Linked DNA regions of Macaca mulatta: region 2 is linked to region 1. The links are chromatin contacts, called in public Hi-C maps. All regions are on one chromosome and are shown on one strand. Each heading gives the region's core, a stretch centred on a gene start, on an enhancer-like site or on the middle of the called end of the contact. The rest is flanking DNA. Distances are from core to core; before and after follow the strand shown.

Region 1 (3,538 bases), core at 768-3,267:
CAAAGGTAGCATGAAGCTGCCTTTCCTGAACCTTAAGCTCCCAGTCCCTGTGCAAACACCTTTTGCATTCACTTTAATTGTTTGACAAACGAAGACTTCCAGACTCCATCAGCTCTAGCAGCTGTCTGGGTGGATGGGGGTGGAGATGGAGGGGGTAGGGCAAGACCTCCCCACAGCGCCCTCCAGCAGCAGAAGATGCAACTTGCAAATACTTTAGGATCAGTGAAAAGTGTGGCGTTTATTTCAGTAACCTCAAAAGAGAGAAAAAGAAAAGCAATGGAAGAGGACAAACATTCAAGTCTAGCTGTGTGATCATGGAGTTAAAAAAAAAAAAAAAAAAAAAAAACAAGCTTGTTTTTGACACGGAAAGGGTCCTTGGAGGCCATTCGGTCCAATTCTCTCATTTCCTGGGTCAACATGTCACAATGAATTAACCACATACTGCCACTGCACAAGACCCCCTCCCTCACCACATGCTGAGCCCCCACCACCAGCACTCAGTCCACTGAGCTCAAACATAGAGGAGATAAGTGCTGTTTTTCACAAGGTAAAGGCAAAATTCAATCCCACATTCCCGTTTTGTTTCTGTTCAGTGTTCCAACCACAGAGTGGTGCTATTGCAAAAGATAAGGGTAACCAGAAGGCACGCTCTGGAAATTTGCTTTAGGAGAGAGTTTTAAAGGGGGTTTTCAAAAACAAGATCTGGTTCCTGTTCTCAGAAATCACTTTCAGGAGTCAGGGCCTTACTCTCAGATGCAGCAGGGAGAAAAAGAAAGTTCAGCAACCTAAAAATATAGTCGACAGATGGACAGCCAAAGTCACGGCCACTAAGTCAACTTGGAGAGGGGCAATTACCTAGTGAATCCTAAAAGATCTCATCCTGGATGCTTCCTTAACCAGGGCTATCTCCAGGGCACAAGCTCGCAGCCAGCTTACTTTCCAGTCCTGATCTTTGCTTTTGCTATCCATACCACTACGGTCTTTCTATAGAAAAGAAAAATCTCTATTTAGAAACATGGATTTACTTAGAAGTCACAATATTCTACAGTTTAAAAATGGCTCTACATTGTATATAATAATCTTTTTATTCTGTCTTCTTAAAAACACACCTTTCTAATTCTTTTTTTCTGCCCAGCCTCTTCATTCAGCACCTTGCCACTCTCTTGGAAGCCACAACAGAGACCTGGGGGGGTCAGTCCCTAGTTTGAGAAGGAAGAAATCTTTAGCTCTGAAGCCTAAAGAAAAACAGTAAAGGAAAAGGCAGTTGGAGGTGCTCAAGGGAGATTGTCTGAAAAAGGTCTTCTACTCAGAAAAGAGCTAAGGCTCTCCCTTTGGGAAACCAATCCTTCTGAGCAAAAGTGCATGTTTCACCCTCTGCTCCGGTCTGGGTCTCTCCCTCTTCCTCTCTCCTTCCCTCAGTCCCTCCTCCCCTCTCTCCATAAAGGCACAGCACATATTTGGCAAGATTAAGGTGTCACCTCTCATATTACAAGGCCTGTTGATTGCAAGCAAAGACAGACCCACCAGCTCAGGACAAAACCCCCTGGAGCTGGAAACAATACAAACTCTTCCTGGGATCCCCGAAAGTCCTGGCAAAGTGAGGCGGCCAACCAGTGCAAGGCATCTGCAGAACAAATCCAAGTCCTAAACGCACGGCTTGCTGCCTTTTCTTCTTCTTCGTTTCTTCTGATTTTTCAAGTTTGTTTGCCCCCCTTCCCCTCGTCCCTCCAGACTGCCAGGGACCCGGGAGCTGCCTGCAGATCAGCCCGCACATGTATTTAACCCCTTCCCTGCTGCAGCAGGAGCCAACCACCTCTTTCCTTGTAATCTTCAGGTTCCCGGAGGACCTGGAGCTTGAGGAAAGAACTCTGCCAGTGGATCTGAAACTGGGGCCTGAATCCCTCCTTTGACCACGGCGAGAAGCTGGAGGAGGGGGGCAAGTGCGGGAAGTGGGGGAGGGCAGGGAGGCGGGCCAGATGAGAGGGAGAAAAGCAGAACCCGACAGAGCACGCCCAATCCAAACCTTCATGGTGCTGTGTGGCGGGGTGGAGGGAACGACTCGGCAGCCTCTTCTGGCCCTGAGGAAGACGTCGATATTTTGGCAAGAGGGGAGCCACTGAAGGACGACCCTACCCTTGCGAGGGACCGCAGAAGGTGACGCCTCTGGGCCTCGGTGGGCGCTTCTGGCCGTTTTCGATGTGGCAACCCCCATCAGCCAGGATAATGATGAGGCAGGTACAATCTATCTAGTACGCAGCCCCCAGACTCCCCCTCCCTTCCCACCTCCCCCTCCAAGCCCCCAGCTACTCTCTGCGGCAGGTTGGTCCTGAACTGGTGGGTGCAGTTCCGGGGTTCAACCAAATTCTCAGACAATTCTAAGGTATTTGGATTTTTTGAACCTGGGCCCTAACCGAAACATAGAACGGCTTGCTTATTAGACACCTCGAACGACAGGGCAGGGATGGAAACGGGATACTCGCTTCCCTCCCCAGTCGCTCGTGAGTCAAAAGGTCCTGGAAGGAGATGATGAGAGGAGAGGCTGAAGTGGCAGGGAGGAAGGGATGAGGGGCTTGGAGCGGAGGTCCACCACTCAAGGACTCGGGAAGGGGACAAGAGGGCAAACCTCTGCTCCCGGACTCTCCATTTCTCGTTGATCCCTAGGTGGTATTTTCCCCCCTTCTCTCGATGGCAAATGGGCGAAATCAAGATGACTTAACTTGGTAAATTTAGAGAGAACGGCTCGGAGCAAGTGGGGTCTAACGGGCAGCTAAAATTATCTCCAAATAAGATATTTTGCCCCCCTCCCCCTATCCTTTCCTCGAATGAATCCACCGGTGGGGAAGTGAGCGTCATTACTTTCGGGGCGCCACGAAGACGCTTGCTTGTCGCTCGCCTTTCCTGCTTCTCGCGCTGTCCCCGCGTGCAGACTGGTGGGTGCTGGGCGAGTGATGAGCTGCAGGGCCCCATCCTAGTTTGGAAGGAAGGGGTTTAGAAGTTGGAGGATGGGTGAAACGGGAGGTTGCGATCCATCTCCTTCTCCCTTCCACACTCAAGCTCCCGCAAACGCGCGCGTGCACAGCCCCTCCCTAGTCCCTGGGACCACCCGCCCCCACACCACTCTACCTTGACCTCCCTTGACCGCCGGCACAGCGTCCTGGGTGCGGGTGCCCGGGAGCGGCGAGTTCGCCGGGGAGCGATTGTCCTTGGGCGTGTTCGTGTTGTGGGGTGGGGGGAGGAGTGGCGGGTGGGCTTGGTAGGGGTGGGGAGAGATCTGGAGCTGGAAGGGTCTAAGGTTTGGAGGAGGAGTTTACGCCTCAGACCTGATCCGCCTGAGGAAAGGGGCAGGAAAAGGCCCTAATGCCTGGTCAAGAAAATCTTAAAAGAAAAGAGATGAACAAGAAAAATTTCAAGAAAAAGAACAACTAAAAAAGGCTGAAGACACTAACATGTAACCTGTTACGATACATTTAACGTTTCGTTTTTTCCTGGATCTCTAAAAGGGAACTCAAGGGTGGGGGTTACCGAAGACTACTACTAA
Region 2 (3,717 bases), core at 901-3,400, 220 kb after region 1:
GGGAGACAGAAGTCTATTTTACCTATTTATTGTTATTTATTTACTTATTTATTGTCTGCAAATTTTTTAAGAGAGGGATTATTTTGTTTTGTTTTCTGCTGTATCCCCAGTGTCTAAGAATGGTGTCAAGCACATCGTTTGACTCATTAAATATTGAATGAAGGAATAAACTCTTTAACAATAATATGCATATTGTGGGAGGCTTTGAAGTGCTAAATTAAACTTTATGTCATAACAGCTTAACACACGGCAACTCACCACATATTCTTGAATAAATTCCACATGCCTTGCACTTGTTAAGCAATGAAAAGAAAGCAAATTTAGACTTCTAAGCTGTGGCAAGGCACCCATCAACTCTGTACTTCATCTGAAAAATGAGGAGTTGAATTGGTGATATCTAAGTTTCCTTCACCTTTTACATTTCTGAGACGAAAACACAGTTCCTGTACTTAAAGGTCATGATGGCAAAAATAATGGCAAACAAACAAACAAACAAAAAAACCCCCTCAGGCCAGAGTCAGAGTTACAACAATTTCCAGGCCAATTTTTGGAATAAGTGATCCCTCTTTCAACCTGCAACTAACATGTAGGCCTCCTTAGAAATGCTCTGAGCTGTGAGTACACACACTCCTTTACAAAGCACAACCTCCAATCTTGAATACCGTAAGGAATATTTCCATAAAGAGATACGGGGTATTAGTAACCCTAACATTGTCCTCTGATTTTTGCCTTCCCCGAGGTCCTCTAGCTTCAGGTACTGCTGTCTTGCCCACGCTGGCAAACAAGAATAAACTGCTACCATCTTATTGATCTAACTCAAATACGAATCACAGGATTTTCCCTCAGCTTTCCCTGACACAGCTGAGACCATCTGGGTCTTGCAAAAGGGCTGTACCAAACTCTAAGGTACAGCACAAGGAAATAAACCCAGCAACCATAGGAAAGCTGAAGAATCACAGTTACCGAGCCCAAGCTGGCTATCTCCTGTGGCTTCCAGACTCTGGTCTATCCATAGACGTCAGAGAGAGCCACCCCACAGCCCAGACAGGCTGCTGCAATTGCAGCCATCTTACCTGATTCCTTCTCCAAGTTTCTGGTCTGTCTCGATGTGGAAGCACCATCTGGCAACCTACTCCCCGGGAGTTCCAACTTCCAGCCTGTGTGGTCAATGGCCTCACTATCAGACAAGATCCGGCCCCTCTACACAGGAGTGTGGCTCTCCCTTTACCAACCTCTCATGATTTTCCTAGCAGAATATAATATCCACAATAGTCACATAACAGCATCTACATGCATGCAGTCACAGGCAAGTGGTCCCTCAAAGAAATTACCATGAATAAGATGGAGGCAAAGTTCATCAGGTAACCTGGGAAACGATCCTTCCAGGTCAGTTTATCTTCATCATCCTGGGGAGAAACAGGAGAGCAGAGACAATCAGAGGGCACAAATAACAGATATTAATTTGCTCTCAATTTGCATATATTTGCATATGATTGATCATTATCACCCTATATAGATATATTTCTAGTCACTGATGCCTTACTCTCCATATTATCAACAACTCTCCTAATTTTAGAATTTCTAGATAAGCTGGAATAGCCTGGAAAAATTACAATGAAAAAAGGATAAGATTTTACTTCAACCTCACACTGGGCTGAAGTTCTAATTCAACCACTTATCAGCTGTGTGATCCTGGATATGTCTCTTATTAACATTTCTGACCTTTTATTTCCTCATCTGTAAACTGGGCACAGTAGTGACACCTGCCCTGCCTACTGCACAGGACAGTTTTGTTTTGTTTTAGTAAGAAACATGTGAATACAGTAAAGCAATGGACAAATGACAGATAACAACCCAACCACAGGGCAGCATCCCATAAATAGATCATCTGTTAAATAAAACATCAACCACTGATCTTAGAGCCTAATAATTGTGCAAATTACCAAAATTTTGTTCTTCAAAGAGGCTACATGTAGTATTATGTGCTCTCCCTTGTCACAAATCCAAACATTTTGAGGCACAGGTTAAGCTGATCCATTCAATCAACTTGGCTGAGAATCCTACCTTTTTCCCCTTGGACTGGGTCCAGTTCACCCGGGCCATTATCCTGGGACAATTGTATCACTAACCAGAGTCCTCCTTCAGCATGCTCTGAGGACCCTCATTTGGTGGGGGACAAGGGAGGGGCTGCCAACAGCTATGAATGGCAAACAGCTCTGCTAATTAAACAGCTCTGCTGTATAAATTTAGTTCAGGCACTTGATTCCTCTGAGCTGCAGTTCTATAAAATTAGAATGGATACAGCTGTCCTGCCTACTACACAAGGTAGCTGGGAAGACCATCTGAAGCCGTGTTTGTGAAGGTGCCGAGAATATGGCAGAGCACTCCCTGCCAGTACGGCAAGAATCCACCAGTACTTCTGCAAGGTGTCTGAATGCGGCTCAGCGGTGAGCGCTCCAGGGCCCCTGCTCTCTCCTCTCGCTTCCTCACCACTGATATTCAGAACACACCTGATTTGGTGCTAGCAACAGTGCCATCTAGCCTTTGAAAGCTTGTACTGTAAGCGAAGGACCTCCTTATCCTAAAAGATTTCTTTCTAAAAATCCCTCTAGGGCCCACTGTGCGTTGATCTTGGTGCCAGGCACAGTGGGAGGCAGAAGAAAACTGACAAGATCACCACTCCTGGGGGGCTCACAGGCAAAGGAAACAGAGATGACACCCACACACCAAAAGGTTTAAGAATCCCTGGTCAGTTTGGGAGTGAGGGTTACCTTGGGAGTGAGTCTGAAGGGATGTGAGAAGAGGAACAATTCTCTTGCCTGGAACTGAGCAACAGGTGGAGTTGGCTTAATAAATTGTGGTGGGAATGATGTTATAGCTGAATTCACTTAGTAATTAGCACTTGCATTTACAGATTATGTAAACAAGCAATAGATTCAGGTTTGCACAGACTTAGGGATAGAATCCTGTTGCTAGACTCTTAGCCCAACAGGCTTTCCATCACACAGTGAGAACAAGGTAACTACATCTTGTGGCCATTCTGAAGGAATAGGAACATGTGAACCTATTTCTGATGGGATTGGAACAAGACTCATTCACGTTCTTCTAAATTAGGCCAAACATCAACAGGGATTAGAGTTTCTTTCATTTTCCTTCAGTATTAATTCTTAGTTTCACTCACACACTAACATTTTCCTTACAGGTTTTTTTTTTTTTTTCTTTTGGAGACGAATTCTCGCTCTGTTGCCCAGGCTGGAGTGCAGTGGCACGATGTTGGCTCATTGCAACCTCCGCCGCCCAGGTCCAAATGATTCTCCTGTCTCATCTTCCCGAGTAGCTGGGACTACAGGCACGTGCCACCACGCCTGGCTAAGTTTGGGTGTGTATGTGTGTATTTTTTTAGTAGAGACAGTGTTTCCCCGTGTTAGCCAGGATGGTCTCGATCTCCTGACCTTGTGATCTGATCTGCCCGCCTTGGCCTCCCGAAGTGCTGGGATTACAGGTGTGAGCCACTGCACCCGGCCCCTTAAGGGTATTTTTAAAAGATTTTTCAAGCTGTTGACAAGGAAAACTGAGGATGGGCTGACGGATGATAACACTCAATAGGGATTCTGAAGAGACATTTGAGGGGCCGGGGAAGGACTTTTCCTGAGCCTCCCGCCCAATTATGGTCAAGGTTTTGATGAATAAGTCTTGGTTCAGTCCTACTCAACAAAC

The links. A called contact is a pair of places that touch in the nucleus more often than the background predicts.
Region 2: a contact with region 1 is called in a Hi-C map of fetal cortical plate, with 2.1 times the contacts expected there. The contact joins the enhancer-like site here to the promoter of NTF3 in region 1. A contact is called at or near these places in 2 of 14 Hi-C or Micro-C datasets (fetal cortical plate and fibroblasts).

The regions. Positions count from the first base shown.
Region 1 is chr11:6,354,379-6,357,916 of T2T-MMU8v2.0, forward strand. NTF3 (neurotrophin 3) reads left to right here and starts at 2,018. Exons shown (of 2, transcript XM_077953320.1): 1 at 2,018-2,235. The coding sequence starts at 2,197. It overlaps LOC144332737, which reads right to left. Exons shown (of 5, transcript XR_013400781.1): 2 at 3,124-3,538; 3 at 2,857-2,968; 4 at 2,024-2,078.
Region 2 is chr11:6,577,276-6,580,992 of T2T-MMU8v2.0, forward strand. It overlaps ANO2 (anoctamin 2), which reads right to left. Exons shown (of 25, transcript XM_077953330.1): 15 at 1,332-1,406. Among named protein-coding and RNA genes, the nearest start is that of NTF3, 220 kb to the left of the region's middle. Within about 2 kb of position 2,151, at least 4 of the 40 cell types and tissues checked have an H3K27ac peak or open chromatin away from gene starts, as enhancers often do. A contact at or near this core is called in fetal cortical plate, where this site is marked.